Regions from separate parts of the Rattus norvegicus genome. Here region 2 is linked to region 1. The links are chromatin contacts, called in public Hi-C maps. All regions are on one chromosome and are shown on one strand. The core of a region is the stretch at or near the end of the contact, and the rest is flanking DNA. Distances in the headings are between cores, read along the strand shown. Region 1 holds the start of Prim2 (DNA primase subunit 2). Region 2 overlaps Bend6 (BEN domain containing 6).

Evidence for each region. Hi-C and Micro-C count contacts between places; a contact is called where the count stands out from the background.
Region 2: a Hi-C map of Schwann cells shows a contact between it and region 1, with 2.9 times the contacts expected there. The contact joins the enhancer-like site here to the promoter of Prim2 in region 1. A contact is called at or near these places in 2 of 12 Hi-C or Micro-C datasets (Schwann cells and mammary epithelial cells).

What each region holds. Positions count from the first base shown.
Region 1 is chr9:43,387,784-43,394,550 of GRCr8, reverse strand. Prim2 (DNA primase subunit 2) reads left to right here and starts at 3,073. Exons shown (of 14, transcript NM_001399184.1): 1 at 3,073-3,165; 2 at 3,908-4,070; 3 at 5,715-5,818. The coding sequence starts at 3,917.
Region 2 is chr9:43,621,330-43,628,179 of GRCr8, reverse strand. The region is part of intron 1 of Bend6 (BEN domain containing 6); the gene reads left to right. Among named protein-coding and RNA genes, the nearest start is that of Bend6, 6.4 kb to the left of the region's middle. Within about 2 kb of position 4,094, at least 9 of the 93 cell types and tissues checked have an H3K27ac peak or open chromatin away from gene starts, as enhancers often do. A contact at or near this core is called in Schwann cells, where this site is marked.

The DNA of each region.
Region 1 (6,767 bases), core at 1,824-4,323:
AGTATATTTCCAGACGCATCGATCTTGTCTCATAAATAATTATTAAAGGCTTCTGGAATCCAGGAGCCGGGGTTACAGAAATGGCACCGTCATTGTCCTTGCTTTTGACTGCTTATGGTTTAGCAAAAGTAAAATTGTGTTTGTGTGTATGTTTTTCCCTTTATGAAGTCAGGGCCCATAGTTTGCCCAGAGTCTTGTTTGCCAGGGCTGAGCATTATATAGTAACACGTCGTTGTTGGTGAGAGTGATGCTCGGGAGCTCATTCACTGACATCATCTCTGAGATGTCCATACATTGCCGTGACAGAGATGTTTGCCTTTCAGTTGCCTCTGGTGCAGAAAACGATTTTTATAGTGTTCAGTGACCTACACTGACAGTAGAAAATAACGATGCTGGCCCAGCTGATAGGCTCAGCCTGTTTCTTTTCTCTGAGATCAAATATAGACTTTTAGGGGAATGGAGAGATGGCTCAGCAGTCTGGAGCACTGGCTAATCTTTCAGGTTTTAACATTGCCCACACCCGCTTCCAGAATTAGAGCAGTCTGTAACTCCAGTCCCAGGGTATCTGATGCCCTCTTCTGGCCTCTGTTTGTCACTGCATGTAAGAGGTGCACACAGAAGCGGATCCTACACGTAAATACGTACAAAACACCCGTACGCCTAAAAGAGAAACAAAAATGTTTTTTGGTATGCTGTATGGTATGCATGGCATAGTAAGATTTTGGTATGGTTAAGTGTGTTTTTCTAGTTCTTTATGAATTAGTCATTCAATGACATTAATTACTTCATACTTTAGTTTTGAAGGTAGGCACTTAGGGGATTGTATTGAAAGGTTCAAAAATCTGGGGAATAAAAAAAAAAAAAAAATCAATTCCCTGGAAGCAAACTAGGCTCCTCAGAGGAAGCCACTAACAATGGACTATTGACTTAGGAGGATAAGCCTCAGTTGACAGCTCCTGGGACACCTGGCCAGAGGAGATAACAAACCCAGAGCTGAACTGGTCTCTGGAACTCTTCAAGGACTCACAAATATGATAGAATAACATAGCAGCCAGTCAGAATTGTCCTAATGTCACTGCTTTGTCCCTACCAATCATACTAGAGGTTACCTAACCCTTCTGGAAAATTCCCCCAGCCCTGCATAAAGGGGGCTTAGGAGCCCCTCCAACCATTGACATTTGTATGCCAGCAGTTTTCTGCAGATTAAACCCCTTTGCATTCTATTTGAGTGTGGGGTCTTTCAGCACTTCTTGGACTCTAACAGATGCATGAAAATAAACGAAAGAAAGAGCTTGAAGTCAAATAGCCATGGAATTCTTAACACGCCACAAGTGATGGCCTTGAGTCAGTTGAAACTACAAAACTGGTTTATAGGTGCAATCTCTTAGAAGACAATATTTTCTAGTAGTACGTGTTTGGAAAACTCTGTAGTAGAGGGTTATAGACATATAAAAATAAATCAGGCACAGGTGGGACAGGCCTTCCTTAAATTCTAGCACTGGGGAGGCAGAAGCAGGCAAATCTTTGTCAGTTCAAGGTCAGCCTTGCTGACCAGCCTAGTCTACATAGTGAGACCCTGTCTCACAATTGGAGTGTAGAAAAAATAATGGCACCATATGGGGATCATGAAGCCTGGGGGTGGGACTTCAAGTGAACGACATACGTGGCAATGGTGAGCTCTTTTATTGTGAGATATTTGCCAATTTTGCAAGAAAAATCCTCATCGCTGATGATAATAAACGCTTTCATACTTTATGAGCTAATTTTTCAGTTTTTGTTAACATTTTTTCTAATAAACTCATACTTTTAACTCTTGACGGTATTAACCATCAAGACAATAAATCTTTTCTTACTGCAAAATAATTCTGTGAACTTTTTTAGATGCACAATTTTATGTTTTTATATAGTCAGATTATTTAGTTTTTTCTTGTATTCTTTGTGATTTCACTTAAATTTCCATGGTGTCCTCAGACTACTCATGGCTATGCCTCCTGTGCTTCAGTTTGTTTTTCCCTAAAAGCAGTTCATGTTTTAGGAGTTTCTTTGGATTTGGTGATAATTGTGTATAGGCCACTGGGTTGGGGGGTGGAGTGTGTACCTTACTGTCATAAGAATGAAATCAGGACAGTGATACAGTTGGCAGAGTGGAGCCCCATGATAGTCACTTTTGGAAGTCACTGTACTTTTATGTGTAAATTGGGGCTAATACTAGAGCCTGCTTTGCCTGGCTTGAGAATAAAAATTGACAGATAAGCAGGTTCAAGGGACAGCCATCAGTTTAGTCTATCTTAGGTGGGTAATTAAAATTACTAGAATATACTATGCATATCTAAATCTGAACACCCATCTGGCCTCCCTGTGGTCCCGGAGCGTTCCTGTTAAGTCCTGCAAGTTCCTCCGTTCCCCTGAGTCTATGCTCGACTCTGAAGTTCCCTGGCGAGCATCTCGCGTGGATGCGCAAACTGAAGTCATTCCTGCAGCTCCTTTTTCGTCAGGAAGATGAAAGCTGCGATGCTAATAGAACGAGGGGGCAGTCATTGTGTCAGAGGCAAAGCGGACACGGCCAGCTCCTCTCCACCTGGAACCAGAGCGGCGAGGCCAATAAAGCGAGCCCCTATAAAGCGCCCCAAACCTCCGGAGCCTGTTACCCTGATTCTTGCTGCAGCGTGGGAATGTTTGCCGTTTGCACGGCAGCCCCGAACCCAAAGGCGTCTTCGCGCACCGAGGGCAGCTTACATTTTGGAATACAAAACAACAAAATCCCCACCATTTGGATTCAAGATGTTTTTTGGCGGGGCGTTGTGGCTCCGCCTAAACCCAGCATTTGCGGGAGGCTGAAGCAGGAGGCTCGCCACGAATTCTAAATTAGCCTGGGCTTCAGTGCGAGACACGGTCTCAAAAAGAGCCCACATCCGCAAACGAAACAGCAACAAAAAACAAAACCAGCATCAGAAAGCCTATCGGCTTGCAAAATGCACAAGACAAGCGGTACCTTCGGTCGCGCTCGCGCCGCACCGCGGTGGGCTGGATGCCCGGGGGTGGGACCTTAGCGCCTCACTTCCGCTTCCGGCCCCAAATGAACTCTCCCGCCACAGGGAAAGAGCGGCTGTCAGCGCGGGTGTTTCGTCCAGTTTGGTTGCTGGCTGGTTAAAGAATATCCTGCGGGTTTGTTTGGAGCGGAGAGAAACTGTGGGGTTGGAAGCTTGCGAGTTGACTTGGTGGGACCGAGTGGCAGGTGGTGTCGGGTGGGTGGGAGGCTCTGGGTGGGGAGGGGGTCGGGGCGGCCCCGGAAGGCGCTGGGGCCGCGAGGGAAGTTGAGGAGTTTTGGAATGTTCTGGAAAGGTTGAATTCCAGAGTTATAACAAAGGGAAGTAAGTCTCTTATCCTGGTAGAATCTACTTTTCTTTCCCTTGATTTCAGGAATTTAACATTTCCCCCTCCCCCATTCCCAAACCTCATCTTGGGTTCGCAGACGTAGGCAACATCACTTGATGATCACTCTCTGGCTTAGGAGGGCCACCATCTGCATATTTCCCAGTTTGAGCCCTCCCCTCACTCGCCCCGCCCCGTTATTACAGACGTATGTAGAAAATCTAGACAACTCAGAAGTGCATCGCCTAGGTGTAATCACTTTAAAACAGTCTGCGTGTGCCTTCAGTACACATCTACTTTATCGTGTCAGCCCTTTTCCGTCGTTTTAACACACACACAAACACACACACACACACACGCTGCATTGCCTCCTAAGCACTATATATTGCAGTGTATAATATATAGTATGATATATAACTTATAATATTTATCATATATATAACATAATTATGATATATAACTTACAATATTTATCACATATATAATATGTATAATATATATAATTATATATAATTTATTTCACTACTTTCTAAAGGTGGTCAAGATGCAGTTCTCAGGAAGGACCCGGAAGAAGCTGAGATTGGCAGGTGACCAGAGAAACGCTTGTTACCCTCACAGCCTTCAGTTCTATCTGCAGCCACCTACTGAAAACATATCATTGACAGAGTTTGAAAGCTTGGCTTTTGATAGAGTAAAATGTAAGTGGCACTGAAATCCCAATGTGTGTGTTCTCCAGGAGAAGGGCAGGTATCATTTGTGGCAGTGGACAGAGTCAGTTTGTCCTCGTTCAGCAGTCCATTCAGCAGACATTAGTGATTGGCTGTTGAAGGTTTGTCATTCATTCATTCATTCATTGTAGCATGTATATCGAGTACTACCCTTTCCGATGTCAGGGACTTTGTAATTAATAGCGCAGTTAAGCTCTATGTTGAAACTGTACCAGCTGCATGTAGATAGACACGCAGAGCAGAAATCATACATCCGATTACACTCTGCTTCCGTAGAAGTATATTAATGGCCCTAGTGAGACTAACTAGCTTAGTCTAATTAAGAAAGGTTTCCTAGAGAAGTTGAGATTTGGTCTGGTTTCTAAAGAAACAAGCAGAAAGTAGGGATTTTCCAACAGAAGCAGCGACCGGCTTTTCCAGACTGAGACAACGGTCTCTACAAAGGCTTGCATCTGTGGAAGAGAGCTACGCTTCCGGTGAGTAGTTCAGGGAGAGTGGAGAAGCATGGCCGTCTGAAGGCATATTCTACTGCGCAGGACTGAGGTGTGAGAAGGATGTAGCCACAGAACTGGAAGCCTCTTATCCTTTGTGTGTGGAGGAAGAAATGAGTGAGCTAGCCATGAAGCTAGATAAACACCAGCATTGTCAGAGTTTGTGTTCCAGAATATTCTTGTTGGAATTATCAGGGGATGGGCAAACACTGTTTGTTTCTCTTAGAGCAACAGGGTAAAAGCTGTCAGCACAGGAGGAAGCACTTATTACTCTCCAGTGTAGTGAAAGCAGGGTGGTGTAGGGGGACAGGAGGCTTAGCAGTGTCAGATGTTTCGTAGTGATTGAAATATGCCTCTTGGCTTCGTCATGTTAGGTGGAATTGTAAGGACCCCCCTCCCCCCCAACAGAGGCCATGATAGGGAAAGGCTTGAGAGATGCCAAGGAGGCGTCATGAACAGGGTTTGGTGAATGGTTGGAGGACAGGACTGAGGGAGCAGGTATGGTAAGACATGGGAAGTGCCTGCCATAGCAGGATGGTATCGGTGGGTGGAACATGGGTGTGCGCTTAGGCGGCAATGCAAAAGACTCATTTCTGGGGTTAAAGCAGCCCTCAAGGGGGTTTGTGTGAGGAAGACTTGCCCATGGCATTAGGAATCTGAGTTCCCATGGCTTCTGTTCAGGATGGCTCCTTTGAGTGACCTGGTGCCTTTCAGTGCTGTGTAGTCATCAGGAAAGGAAGCCCCCCCCCCCCCCTTCCTTTTCATCTTATTGATGTGCTCAGTCAGGGTAGCTCCAGACTGCAGAGCTTTTCTTCACACTGACACGCAGGCTTTTTCGCTTCTCAGCATTTGGTGGCTTGGTACAGCAGGGAGGATCGTCCACTATTCTCGCTCAAGGGCCTCTGCTGTTAGATTACTTTGTATCTTTTGCACATTGGTGCCGTTTATGGTCTTCCAAGCACAGTTCATGTGCTGTACCTGCAGGAAGCCATATCGTTACTATTCTCAGCTTCTAAGAACAAATAATTAGAGAATTGCTATCTGTAGGTTTTTATCTTTGATCTTTTTTTTTTTAATTGTCTTGGATTTAACGCCCCCCTCCCCCTTAATCTTTTCCCCCTAGTGCTTAAAGCAATTGAGAATCTTGGTGTGAGCTATGTGAAAGGAACCGAACAGTACCAGAGTAAACTGGAGGCTGAGATTCGAAAGCTCAAGTTTTCGTACAGGGTAAGTGACTGAAAGGCGGAGGGAGATGGATCCCTTCAGCCTGTGTGTGTTGATGTTACTGAGCGTCAGTTGTGGGCTTTTATTAGACGTGGACGTTTATAAAGGTGAGTGCAGGTTAGACTGTTTGAAAGAATACACATTCCCTGAGGTGATTGACACGTAGTTAGATGATCGTAACCCAGCAGTTTTCCTACCCTCAGGCCTGCTATACTTCTGGCCTGTTACTTGCAGGACTGTCCTGTATATTGCGCAGGGCGCTTAGTAAGACTCTGGCCTTCTACCCATGGACTGACCACAGATCACCTGTGTGTTCTGTGTCACACAGTGATGCATGCTGCTCTTTTTCCTGGTACCTCAGGACCGTATGCTGTGGCTGCCTGGCAGGGGTAGTTTAGAAGGTCGACCAGGGAGGAGGAGGTTCTGGAGTTCTGGAACTACTATTTTTTATTTACTTATCTCTTTATTTTTGTTTATTTGTTTTGCTTTGTTTTTCTGGAGGGGGTTGTTCTGCAGTCCAAGTGTTCTTAGCACTTGTGATGTAGCCCAGGCTGGCCCTGAACTGTTCGCCAGCCCCTAGAGTGTTGAAGTAGCCCTGCACAGCGCCACATCTGGCTTGGAACTGCATCGTGACAGAGGCCATGGCATTTTTATTTTGCAGGGGGGCATGGGGGGGTGGGGGGTAATTGTCAGCAGCAGGCTGATTGGGTCACCTTGGACAGGAGAGAACAGGAGCCTGGAGTGATGAAAGTCTGAATTTATGAGCAATGGGGACGGTTGAACGGACATGAATGTAGACTGAAAGGATTTTGGTGACTTATCCCAAGGGGAAACCAGAGAGAATAGTTACAGTGCCCAAGTCTCTGCTTAGGACAGTATATCAGTTCATTAAGTACCTGATAGATGTAATGGAAGAGGTTTTACCTGTGGCTTTAGAGGTCATACTTCACCA
Region 2 (6,850 bases), core at 2,845-5,344, 230 kb before region 1:
GAGAGGATTAAGTGAGGTGGGTTAAGGGCAGGGGGGGGTGGGGGTGGAGAACAACAATTCACCCCAGATGTGAGCAGCAATATCCCATAGGCTGGAGGACCAGATAGCCTAACAGAGGAATAAAGAAAGGCATTCTCTCTCTCTCTCTCTCTCTCTCTCTCTCTCTCTCTCTCTCTCTCTCCCTCCCTCCTTCCCTCCCTCCTCCCCTCTGCCCTCCCCTCTCTTCGTGCGTGTGTGTGTGTGTGTGTGTGTGTGTGTGTGTGTGTGTGTGCATGCACACAACCACGAGAATGTTCCCACAGTTCTCTGCTGCCATTCTGTGAGCCGTTCTACCTTACCGTGATGGACTAAAACCTTTGAAACCACAAGGCCCAGGCAAATCTTTTCTCCTTCACCTCGATCTTGTGTCAGAGCAATGAATCCCCCTGACCCGCAGTGCCTCCTAGGTCTTTCCCGTTACTAACTCTCCCTCAAAGTTAAGAGTAAATTAACTTCAGGACGCCTGGAGAAACTCATCAGTCACTAAGGTGATTGCTCTGCAAGTATGAGAACTCGTGTTTGTAATCCCAGCATTGGGGAGGTGGATCCCCGGAGCCCTAGCCCAACAGCTGAGCCTATATATGAAGTTACAGGGATCAAGTGACCCTCTTCCAAAAAAGGAAAGAATTCCACAGTGGTGCAGTAGCTAAGGTTGTCCGTGGGTCTCGCCCCCTTCTGTCCACACACGTGTTGTAGACCCTACCAAAATGCAAGCGGTTTTACTAAAGCAGAAATATATATTACTTCTCTAGAGACAATGGGTGTGGCACAATTTCCTAATTAATAGGTCAGGAAGAAATACCAGGAGGAAGCCAAGCGTCCACCCCAAGCCATGTACAGAGGGAATAACGGAAGATGACTCATTGTGGAAATAGTGAATTTTGAAAGAATAATAAGGGTAACAGGGTGAACAGTCTCTCCCAAAAAAAACCACCGTGTAAATATGGGTAGAGAAGTCTGAACCAAAAGCGGATGTGGGAAGAGTCGTCACACGGATTGTTAGCGAAACCATAGAAATGGAAGAAGTAGTAAGAAGAGACACTCTAGAAAGGGGAACTGGAGCTTGGGGGACAGCTTTGGTTTGTGAATTGGGAAAGAGCTGAAGGCAGGATGGCAGTGAGGAATAGAGTCCCAGCCCCATGCTTCCACCCCTGCTAACCACCCCTCCCCCCCCCAACCCTGAGAGGTCTGCTGGGACAATGCACAGAGGCTAAAGAGAAGAGAGCCCTGGGGGGATTGGGAGGGGCAGACCTCAGGAGATACTTCAGAGGACTGAGGCATCACTGTAGGAGTGGCTAAAACACAGAAAATGGGTTACAGAGGAATAGGTTGAAGAGGCTCAGAGGCACCATCCACAATCTTTGGAGAAATTCAACTTCTGGAAACAAAAGTAAAAGTCTGAGTACAGCCTAGTACTCCTCCTGCTTTTCTCTAGATGGAAGTTTCTAGATATGTGCACGCCTGACCGTATTTAGGTTTTTTTGTTGGTTGTTTTCTTCCTTTTGCTATGGTAAATATTCTGTCAAACGGAGACGGAGACGTTGGGGAAAGACGGTTCGTCCCACCTTCCGGTTCAGAGTTACAGTCCATCTGGCCAGGGAAGCCACCGCAGCCAGCACTTAAGGAGGCAGCAAGTCACATCCCGTCCAATCAGAAGCAGAGACTGTTGGAGGCAGGCTCAGCCCACTCTTTCCCTTTCACTCAGTCTGAGATCCAGCCCACGAAAAGGTGAAGGCCACCTTCCACACTGCAAAGTTACAAGAATCCTTCCCGCCCACGGATTCCTTCCCAGACTGCTGACATCTGGACTTACCTTCCACCTTTGGGGGACAGCCAGGAGCAGTAGCAATAGGTGGTATGTTTGGGGAGTCTCTCAGACAACCCGGACCAACAACTCACTATTCATGAAGGCACCGTGCCCTTCCAACACAGGGCTGAGAAGCCCCTAAGCCAAAACTCATTTAAATGTCTCCTCCCCGAGGACCAGCTTTCTGTGGTACCAGAAGGTTCCATGCAAGCTTCTACAGGAGGGAAACAACCAGCAGTCCCTCCCAGAACTACAGCAATGACCAGCAAAGCGCCATAACCCTGAAGGCGCACATGCCTTAGCAGTCGCCGGCTTCACAAGAGGGAAATCACGTCTGCTACTGGAAACTTCTCACGGCTAGTAAAGTCGTGGATCTTAGAGAGGAATCTACAACGACCACTTTACTGAACCAGCACGATCCCTAACTACATTCTAAACGTTTGTCCCCATCCCCACAAGGGTAGTCCGCGTGTCTCATCAAGGAAATTTCTATTTGCTACAGACAGAGACCACTGCAAACTACATCGGGTCAAAATGCCGGGTCTCGGAGAGCCCAGCCCCAATAGACACACTTACAAAACAGCCCTGCACCTGTGGCTCAAGGGCTGTGGCGGAAAAGGGAATGTAAAGATTGTAAGAGTCGGAGGAGTGGGGAGTTCGCTGTGATACTGTGTGTTCTAGTAACGTCAGAAGCCATATTCATTAAGTCTCAAGGATAGCAATAGCAGACGTGTCAAAGTGGATGAGGGAGAGCCCATGGCGCCAGGACTTGCAGGCAACTGAGGAATTCTGAGAGTGGAGGAAACCCTCTTCTCCAGGGAAGAACATACTGGATATCCAATACCAAATGGTCAGCCCTGAAAACAAAAAGACAAGTAACGTTACACAGGCTGAACAGGTTATATATAGGAGTGTGTGTGTGTGTGTGTGTGTGTGTGTGTGTGTGTGTGTAACAATGATTAGTGGAAAAGAAGCTATGAATTTGAATGAGAACAAGGAGTACTATATATGGGTGGGTTTAGTTAAAGGAAAGGGAAGAGGAAATGATGTAATTATATTAGAATCTCAAAAATAAAAGAAAAAAAGGAAAAGATCTGAGGGCCAGCAAGATGGCTCAGCAGGTAAAGAGCTTGCCCATGGGACCCGAATTCAGACCTCAAAAGCGACATAAGGTTGAAGGTGAGCAGGTCTCCACACCTTTTAACCTCTGACTCCATGAACTATATGCCCTGTGTGCACCTCCATACATACCCACTATGCACACACAACAATACAATAATAAAAGGATACAGGGGTTTGGAGAGATGGCTCAGCATTTGAGAGCACAGACTGCTCTTGTAGGGAGCAGAGTTAAGTTCCTAGCACCGTGTCCGATGGCTCACAACCACCTGTAACCTTAGCTCCAGGGAAGATCAGCTGCCTCTGGTTTCCATGAGCCCCTGGACTCGTGTTCATAGAGAAACACAAATATACCCATAATTTAGAAACAAAATCTTTTTAAAAACCAAAAGATAATGTGGGGATACCTTGGAGTATAGTCAAGACTTGCAAATTACCCTGCTGATACTGATACAAGAAAAATACATTCAAGTATTGTCTCCTTGAAAACAAACAAAAAGTATGTAAGAATTTCTCTCTCCAGCAGTAAATCGTTCACAAATCCCATTGGACAAGTAGCATACTTGGTCTTAGATGAAGTGTTACACAAGCTTACAGTGAAAGGTGAAGAAGCTACATCATTTGGAAGAATCTAATCTGGATAGTGTAATCTTGGCTATCCGGTGATCTCCAGTCACTAAAATCAGGTCCAATGACTCACTTTCAATGTGTGAGTTTGGAAAGGGAAAACAGTTGTCACCTTCAGCAATATCAAATGCTATTTTCCACAAATATGTACTCAAGAGAATTTCATATGTGTGTTACCATAATAAAAGCATTTACAATAATATAAAAGCATCATTGTAAGAGAAAATGTTTCCAATTGAATCACTTCAGATTGTACTTTTAACAGCTTTAAGACCCATAATGCTACTACATAGGGGAAACTGTGTTTAAACTTACAAAAAACAAGTGTCCAAGATTTGGTAGCTTAAGAACATCAGAATGCTGGAACTACGCTATAATGTTCACAGTCTTGAGGAAGTAATTATTATCCACAGGCAACAAGAACTCATTTATATAGCTTTCACGTGGCGCATAGGATTGAGTCATGCAGCAAAATACTGAGTCATTTGGCCAGAAAATTCACTCACAGTTGTAGGAACGGCTGGTGGGAACTTTAAGAGCTTCTTACAAATCAAATCATGAAGCTTTTAAGAGTCATAAATCATAGAGTCCGTTATTATTCAGTTGATGTAAAAAATACTCCTTCCATTTCTAAGAATGTACAATTTAAAAGAGAACTTGAAAACTGAAAGTATTTCCCAGGTTCAAGATGAAGTTTGTCATATGATTCCTAGTATCCCAACATTTTTTTTCTTTCTTTTCCTTCTTTCTTTCTCTTTCTTTCTTTCTTTCACTCATTCATTCATTCATTCATTCATTCGTTTGGCTTGTTGGTTGGTTGTTTGGCTGGTTTGAGGCAGGGTCTCACTGTGTAACCCTATCTAGACTGGAACACACTACATAGACCAAGCTGGCCTTGAAGTCACATATAGATCCACTTGCCTCTGCCTCCCCAGTGCTGGGATTAAAGTTATGTACCACCACACCTGGCTCTGACATTATTAACTAAATAAAAAAGATGGGGCTGGGGATTTAGCTCAGTGGTAGAGCGCTTACCTAGGAAGCGCAAGGCCCTGGGTTCGGTCCCCAGCTCCGAAAAAAAGAACCAAAAAAAAAAAAAAAAAAAAAGATGAAAGAAAAAGTAAGATTTAATAATTGCATAATAGGGGAGGGGAACACCCGTAGAGAAGGGGAGGGGGAGGGGGTGGGGGGGATGTTGGCCCGGAAACCGTGAAGGGGAATAACAATTGAAATGTAAATAAGAAATACTCAAGTTAATAAAGATGAAAAAATAATAAAAAAATTGCATAATAAATTTATAGATGAATAAAATATTGATTACTAATCATGAATTTAATGTCTTCCTGATAATAAAGCTACAGCCACCTTGAAGAGATTATTCCTATTCTGAAATTTTTAGAGCTTTTGCATTAATTTTAAAAATTTGTTTTCTGCATTAAGTATTTTTATGCTTTTGCATCAATTCATTTATTGCCTGGAAGAATGGCATCGCTTAAAAGAAATATTGCGTACCAAGAAAGCTGCATGAGTAACTGGTAATTATGGAAAATTATTGAAATTATTGAAATGACATAGTTTTGGCGGTTCTGAAATTATCCTCATGTAAGAATATCCTCGGGGCAGAAAGGAAACGTCATTAAAATGTCTGTGCAGTCCCAGATACTTTGTGGAGTAGGATAGGGAAGCAAGCAGCCAACTACTGATTTAGAATACAGGAGAGTTTACATTTCAAAACCTGGGCCTTGGCCGCTCTCTGATAGCTCTACTGTAGGAGAGCTCAGCCTGCAATCCACAGGGGAGTTTCTGGGGATCTGATTTTATGGGGGAGGGGGAGCTCTCGTCTCCACCTACTCAGGATGTTCAGAGACAGAACGCCATGGCTTGAACGTTTGTCCTTCTGAAGTGTGTGTTGAAAGTTGACTGCTGTTATGTAGCATTGGGAGGTAAAATCTGAGTAGAACCTTAGTGGAGGCTTATGTGAGGGCAGTGCCCCTCCCTGTCTTTCATTTTTTCTTTTTTTCGGAGCTGGGGACCGAACCCAGAGCAAGTGCTCTACCACTGAGCTAAATCCCCAACCCCGCCCTGTCTTAAAAGTGGGTTATAAAAGGGCAAGGGCAGCTTCTTCCTCCTCTCTCTCTTCTTCTACCATGAGATGAGGCAGCCAGAGAGCTCTTACCACATGCTGACACTTCTCAGACTACAGGAATCTCAGTGTGTGTACATCACACACACCACGTATACATAAAACATACACACACACACACACACACACACACACACACACACACCTACCAACTAGTAGATGTTTTTGCAAAATTCCCTGGCCATGATGAGATAAGAATCTACATAAATATATGTATGCATATGTATGCACACACAAAATTTACAGTACTGGGAATTGAACCCAGGGCCATACAAAGGTTGGGTGAACACATAACCACTGAGCTATGGCTGTGCCCGAAGCCTTTACAGCTCTTCACTGTAAAGAGCGAAGCTTGTGCTTTTCTGCCGCAGCCCCACGGAATGTCGTCTCTTGAGATGCTGCTTGGGCATCTCTGTGGACCTCGGCCCTTGCTCTCTAGACATCCTATCATATGCCCTAGACATCAGTCCCCAGCATCACCACATACTGTCACAGACTCTGTCATGAGACTTTTTTTTTTTTCAGAGCTGGGGACCGAACCCAGGGCCTTGCGCTTGCTAGGCAAGTGCTCTACCACTGAGCTAAATCCCCAACCCTGTTATGAGACTTTTTATTTCATTATGTGATGGTCACACTCCAGCCTTTCAGGTCCAGTATCCAGAGGAACCCTTTTTTCTCTGTCTTACAAGTTCCGTTTCCTCCAAGTTCCCTTCCGCCTGTCTAACTGGGAAAGAGTGGGCACGGTATTCTCCCCGGCAGTAAGTGTAGAGTGGCCACAACGCTCATGCATCCCACACAGAAACAGACTTTGACTCATTGTCCCCTGAGAACCTTGTGACTCCTGCAGGGAAGCAATTAGGATCTCAGACTTCCTGTTGACCCATTGCCTGGTAAGCTAGTCTCAGTCTCTGAGCTGAAGCACGGTGAATGGAGCACTCTTGCAATCCCGCCTAACTCAAATGGTAGAAGCAGGAAGATTGCAAGTTTCAGGCCAATGTGGCGTTTGAGATGTGACGGCCAGCCCTACTTGTCAAGTTCAGTAAATTTGGAGTTGCCCGGAAGACACATCTTGGTGCATTTGACAAGGTGTTTCCAAAGAGGTTTAAGGGAGAAGA